Regions from separate parts of the Mus musculus genome. Here region 1 is linked to region 2. A link is a contact called in public Hi-C data. All regions are on one chromosome and are shown on one strand. The core of a region is the stretch at or near the end of the contact, and the rest is flanking DNA. Distances in the headings are between cores, read along the strand shown.

What was found. A called contact is a pair of places that touch in the nucleus more often than the background predicts.
Region 1: a contact with region 2 is called in a Hi-C map of CD8 T cells, with 3 times the contacts expected there. The contact joins two enhancer-like sites. A contact is called at or near these places in 6 of 15 datasets of contacts at CTCF or cohesin (the NIH/3T3 cell line, embryonic stem cells, large pre-B cells and 1 more), 51 of 484 Hi-C or Micro-C datasets (the 63-12 cell line, the AtT-20 cell line, B cells and 26 more), 22 of 115 datasets of contacts at active chromatin or transcription factors (CD8 T cells, the NIH/3T3 cell line, acute myeloid leukemia and 12 more) and 1 of 9 other capture datasets (embryonic stem cells).

What each region holds. Positions count from the first base shown.
Region 1 is chr15:97,576,758-97,580,147 of GRCm38.p6, reverse strand. No RefSeq gene overlaps it. Among named protein-coding and RNA genes, the nearest start is that of Gm41394, 42 kb to the left of the region's middle. Within about 2 kb of position 1,882, at least 21 of the 459 cell types and tissues checked have an H3K27ac peak or open chromatin away from gene starts, as enhancers often do. A contact at or near this core is called in CD8 T cells, where this site is marked.
Region 2 is chr15:97,327,854-97,331,145 of GRCm38.p6, reverse strand. All of the region lies in intron 3 of Pced1b (PC-esterase domain containing 1B), which reads right to left. Among named protein-coding and RNA genes, the nearest start is that of Gm33325, 28 kb to the left of the region's middle. Within about 2 kb of position 1,680, at least 5 of the 459 cell types and tissues checked have an H3K27ac peak or open chromatin away from gene starts, as enhancers often do. A contact at or near this core is called in CD8 T cells, where this site is marked.

The sequences.
Region 1 (3,390 bases), core at 633-3,132, 250 kb before region 2:
CCAGATAATGTGAAAGAAGTCACTTGAATCGGCAAGGAATAAATGTATCACTGGGGATGTAAAGGAAGCTAGTTGCGGAGTGCTGCTGCAGAGACGAACGGAGGGGCTGATGGCAGGGCCGATGGGGGCTGGGCCAGGTTGATGCAGAACAGCTCCCTACTACAGTCACAGCTGACCCTCTAAGCAGAGGCAGCGTCCTCTCCCACAAGCTCAGACCATTTAAAGCGCTCAAGGCCCTGCAGTTGGGAAACTGAGCAAGTGGAGCCCTGTGGGGGTTTGAGTGAGAATGTCCCCACTTAGTTGAATGCTGGGCCACCAGGGAGTGACACAAATTGAAAGAATTAGGAGGTGTGAGCTTTTCGAAGAGAATGGATTGTTGAGGTGGGTTTTGAGGTTTCAAAAGCCCATGCCCTGTCCAGTGTTCCCCTCTCTCCCTGCTGCCTGTAGATCAGGATGTAGAGCTCTCAACTCCTCCCCCTGCACCACGCCTGCCTGCCTGTTACCATGTTCCCTGCCATGAGGATAACGGACTAAACCTCTGTAAGCCAGCCAGCCCCAATTAAATGCTTTCTTTCTAAGACCTGCTGTGATCATGGCATCTCTTCACAGCACTAGAACACTGACTGACACAAGCTCCCTCCGTCGATTCGGAAGACTGGCCAGCTCCTGACGCATACAAGACCCAAGTATTCTCTAAATCTGAGAGTCAACATGAAAGTGAGCTCTTGGTGAAAACATGATCTCAGGCTAGCCCACAGAGGGATATCCAGGGAACCTTTCAAAGTTGACAGTGAACCTGAAGATACATGTCTCTCACTAAGTGCAGGAATGACAAGTAGCCTGCCCAAGACTGCACAGCTAGTCAACTAAATCTCCCCACCCACTCTAGAACATTCTTTTCTCCTGGATCATGGCAGTGCAGAGGAGGCTGGAATGAAAAGGAGACTATCTTACCTTGCCGAGCCTTTGGTCACTGAGATATTTGATAAAAGAGCAAGAGAAGACTCCTCACCCCTTAATTTCTCAGATTTAAGATGTAGCAGAATACATGGAAGCAAGCAAGGTGACTAAAAGCACTCAAAGTGTCTGTCTGCCTTCTGCATTTTCCAGGACAGCTATAAAGTTCCAAACAAAGAAGGTTTCATCGCTCTGATGAAAGGCGCCAGAAGGTCTTCTTCGCCTGAATTTCAATATCCCTGGGGGCTCTGTGGATCAATCTGGAGCTATATACAAAGCCGTGCTTATGTGCGAATGGGAGTGTGTAGCTTTCAGTGTATTCACTGGAGAATCCACCACCCCCAACGTATAAGAAACCTGGGCATTAGATTTCTCACCCCTCCAGCACTGGCTTAATGTATTCATTCATTAGTAGAGACTTATTGAATTTATTGGGAAATGTTAAAGCATGCTGAGCTTAGCATGTCTGAAATCTGAACCGGGGCCTGCCATGCAAACTGCCTCTTTGCTGTTGGCCAGGTAGGAAAGTTACCTGGAAACTTAAACCTGGATGGTAGGAAACGTCCAGCCCATCTCAAAGTAGGGAGCTTGGCCCCTCTTCTGTCCTGGTGCCAAGGTCTGGTCCATCAATAAATCCTGCGGGTTCCACCTCCTAAGCACTCATACCTAATACATGGTTTCCTCTCTGCACACCCTCTCCAGCCCAGGCAACCACTGGCTGTTGATGGCCTTTGCCAATTGGGATCCACTTTGAAAGCTCAGGTGGTCTATGGCAGTGAAAATCCAAGCCTAGCACAACCCTCTCTTGCTTAGACCCTGGGAAAAGCCTTGGCTGTTTTTTAAAGAATGAATGACCCCAGAGCATATTCTCAAGGCTCAGAGGTAAAAGGGCCATGCTTTGTCCTGTGATGGGAGCTGTAGCTATGGTAACAGTACTCAGGGGAATGCCCCAGAACCACATCCTTCAAGTGCTGAGGTGTTTACTTAGGCAGTTCCTTCTAAGATGTTCTTTCTGCCCCGCCCCGCTCCCTTTGCCTGGTTTGCTCCCATCTGTTCTGTGTGGCTCACCTGTCAGGTTTCCTTCTCTAGACAGCTTTCCAGACTCATCTCCAGAGCGGGTATAGTCCTCAGGCTTGTTTATAATGATGCATTTATTTGACCAATTAATATCTGAGTCTCTCATTACTATGTCCCGCGAGTCTTGAATGATGTTCATCTCAGTGTAAGTACTCATTGGCTTTTTAAATAAATGAATAGGGGATAAAGGAATTGGAAGATGAGACCACACATGACATTCTGAATACAGTATCTGCAGGTAACAGTTAAACTCTGTAACAATTATGAAATCTGAATGAACTTCGAATTTTTAAGTCCTTTTGTTTTTTCTTTTTTTAGATTTGTTTATTTTGTATGTGTGAGTCCATTGTCAATGTCTTCAGATACAACAGAAGAGGGCATCGGATTCCATTACAGATGGTTGTGAGCCACCATGTGGTTCCTGGGAATTGAACTCAGGACCTCTGGAAGAGCAGTCAGTGCTCTTAACCGCTGAGCCATCTCTCCAGCCCTTAAGTCCTTTTCTATGACCAGAAAACCGAAGTTCTGTGTTGACACAAGATAGTCACAACTATTCCCATTGGTAAACGTGCAGAGCCTTCTTGGGGCTTTTGAGTTGTTCCAAGCCTAAGCCTGCAGACTTCTCAGAGAATTGTGTCCCTGTGGTTAAACCTTTGTTGGTGCCGTTTGCTTGTCATGCCGGGTGCTGCAGGTGGAGCTCAGAGATGCATGCCCCCTTGGCAAGTCCTCCACAGCTGCACTTCCAGGCCAAGGTTTCTGCCGCTAAAGCTGAGCTGTTCTGGAGAGCACCATTCTGTGCTCTTCTGGTAAGCCTGCAATGCCAGGACGAAGGGACTCTGGTGACCCCTGCGCATGCCCTGGAGCCTCCCATGAATGCCATTCTCACTTAATGCTCGCACTAGGGACAATTAGGTGAGCGTGCTTCCTCTTCTAGAATGTTTACAACTCTTTCCATAAAGTTGAAAGTAAGCTAGGATCAATACACCTGTGTCCCACAAAATCGTTACAAAGTAACAGTGTTTTGTTTACACTTTCCTGCGAAGAGACTTTTGAGCACACATTAAGGGAGCTCCCCCAAGCCTTCATCCACACTTCTGCTACCCAGCTGCGAGAGTTAGTGTCCCGGGTCCCTCCGCTTTCTTCTCTACTTCCTTTTTCCTGGGTTATTTTAAAGGAAGTCCCAGAGTTTATGTTCCACCAGCTGGAAACGTTGCTGAGTGTTTGACAACACTAGACCTTCGTCAGATTATTGTATGACAAAGATCTCGTGCGGCATGCAGCCATCCACAAATTTCTGGGTTCTCTCAGGATTTGCTCAGGACTTTTCTCATGCTTTGCCAGAGCCGTGACACTTCC
Region 2 (3,292 bases), core at 431-2,930:
CATACGTGTCGGGTGCTATACACACTTGTACTCATGCCTTCACACCACCCAAACATACATGTATACATGTGTGCTATACACATGGGAACATACATACTACTCATGCTTGCATAGCACACAAACATACATACATTTTTTATTCACAAAAATAGAACTTAAACAACAAGAAACCCAAGTGCCATAGTATATTCTTCTCTCTCTCACACATGTATGTATGTATGTATGTATGCACATATGTATGTATGTGTTACAAGCAACAATGGCTGTCATTTGGGAGGCTCACCAAGCATCAGCTTCTGACAAATCATAACTTATTTATGTTGATTACATATGAGGTTGATAGTCTGATAGCCATTACACAGATAAAGCTAATGGTCAAGGAACCTGCCCAACCTTTAGATTCAGCCTGTAAACTCAATCAACTAAACTTTCTTTCATTACTTTGTGTGCCTGTGTGCCACATGTGTCCAGTGCCCAGAGAGGGCAGAAGAGGGCACTGGATTCCTGGAGAGCTGAGTTACAGTGACTGTGAGGCCCTTACCATGGATACTGGAAACAGAACTTGGGTCTTCAACAAGAGCAGCTTAACCAGTGGGCTATGTTTCCAGCCCCAGAAAATTATTTTCTTTATAAAACACATAGCTTTACATCTTTTGTTATAGCAAGAAAAAAAAATGGACTGACATCGTGGTCCAGAAGCTACTGTGGGAAGAGAACCATCTGTGGTTGCCAGTGGAGTGGAGGGTGTGGTCAGCGAGGAACAGGGTTTCTAGCTGACAAGGCAATGAGGATGTAGCTCAACCCAGCGGGAAAGCTAAACAGAGACACAAAGTAAGAGCAACTGTGTCTGATGGGATAGAATAACATCTCTGCTATGCATAGGCTAGGTCTGTCTGATGGGAAACAGAGATCGACATACTGCATTAAGTAGCAAAAGCCATCAATATCTGACTTTATTATTATCATTTTAGTTTATCAAAGTGACTTTTTTAAAGGCTAAGAAAAACAAAAGGATATCGCAAAAAGAGAGCAGCGATGAGTACTGATACCATATAAAACATAATTTAATTTAAAAACAGTGGTGCAGTCAGTGATGAGCATGATACAACAGAAAGGACACTCTAAGAGTGTGGTGGTGCACAGCTGTAATCAGGAGGCTGAAGCAGGAGAAAGCGCGCACTTAAGACTAAACCTAAAGTGGGCTGGAGAGATGACTCAGAGGTTAAGAGCAGTGGCTGCTCTTCCAGAGGTCCTGAGTTCAATTCCCAGCAACCACATTACAGAGGGTGGCTCACAACCATCTGTAATGGGATCTGATGCCCTCTTCTGGTGTGTCTGAAGACAGCACCAATGAACTCCTATACATAAAATAAATAGTTCTTTAAAAAACCAAAAAACAAAAAGACTAACCTGAGGTCCACAGCCAGCTACATACCTTGTCTCAAAATGCCTAAGACAAGATGTAAAACATACACTGGCTGCCACCTTGGGTGTATTAGAAACCACAGAAGCTAAACGCATAAAGCACTCTGAAACAGAGAGAACATCAGTTAGTGTATTTTATTTGGAACTATGGAGATTCAGTGAAAGCCAAGTTAGCACTCTGGGTAACATTAGACAGCAGTGAGGCCGAAGCAGTGTGGTTTGGGAAACTCCACCCATGAGACAGTGCCTTGGCTTGGGCCTGTGTGAAACTGAAGACCTGTGAGAAAAGGCAGATGCAGGAAGGACTGTCCTAGGGAGCACTACCTAAGACCCTGGTGTAAGTCACCCTACGCTGTGACAGAAGGAACAATCTACCTCAAGATGGAGGGCAGAGTAGGCAGTGGTGGGGCAGGGGGAGGTGTAGGTGGTGGTGGGGCAGGGGGAGGTGTAGCTGGTGGTGGGGCAGGGGGAGGTGTAGCTGGTGGTGGGGCAGGGGGAGGTATAGGTGGTGGTGGGGCAGGGGGAGGTGTAGGTGGTGGTGGGGCAGGGGGAGGTGTAGGTGGTGGTGGGGCAGGGGGAGGTGTAGGTGGTGGTGGGGCAGGGGGAGGTGTAGGTGGTGGTGGGGCAGGGGGAGGTGTAGGTGGTGGTGGGGCAGGGGGAGGTGTAGGTAGTGGTGGTGAGGTAGGGGCAGTGTAAACCATGGTAGGGTGGATGAGAACAGACCCTGTCTCCTGGCCCCTCTTGCCCACTGTCCCTGGCCTTAAGTCCCCTTTGCAGGATCACAGTCCAGGACATCTCACTCTGCATTCAACGGAGCAGGAAAATAATCATTTAACTGTTTCTGCCAGCCTCAGGACCAATTCCTCATGAAGGCTCCTGTGGCAGCACAATAGTATTAATAACTGTGTGGGCTCTTCTTTTCTTCATCTGTCTTTTGCTCTGAGGGCCTCAGCCAACAACTTAGAACTGTAGGAGGAAAAGATACTTTCTTCTCCTGTTTTAAACCGTAAGTTCTTAGAAAGTACCAAGTAGAAAATATTCATATTTTTGTGCAATCGGGAAACATTACGAAATTCAGTCATATTTCCCATTACAAAAAAAAAAAAAAAAAGAATGATTTCTTTTAAAGTCAGATTTTGTAGACCATGCTTGCTGATAGAAATGGGAAGGCTGACAGGATTTCTAGATGTGTTAAGAATAAGTGGGGGGTTGGAGAGATGGCTCAATGGTTAAAAAGCGCCTCCTGTTGTTACAGAGCCCCCCCTCACCACCACCCTCCGGAGCCCCCCCCCCCCCCCCGCCCCGGGGTCAGTTCCCAGCATGCACTGGGTGACTCCAGTTCCAGGTGATCTGATGCCCTCTCCTGACATTTGTGGGCACCGGGCATGCACGTGGTGCACTTAGATGCAGTAGGCAAAACACTCAGATGTATAAGATACAAGGAAAAGCAAAACAGGAGCAAAAGTTTGGCCAAACTGTAATCAACGCTTGCTTCCTAATTTTCTCTAAAATAGAGCAAAACCAAGGTGGTGTTCCTGGTGCTAGCTACCCCGTAACAACGCTCAAAAGAATTTTTTTTTTTAAGTAGAAAAAGAAAAAAAAAAAAGTTGCCGGGCGTGGTGGCGCACGCCTTTAATCCCAGCACTCAGGAGGCAGAGGCAGGCGGATTTCTGAGTTCAAGGCTAGCCTGGTCTACAGAATGAGTTCCAGGACAGCCAGGGCTATACAGAGAAACCCTGTCTCAAAAACCAAAAAAAAAAAAAAAAAAAAAAAAAAAAGTTATAGGATGCAAAATTTACGATCGGAAAAGCAAAGCGGTGAAGATAGTAGTGGAAACCGTGAGGTAAGGCCAGCAGGGTGAACCAAC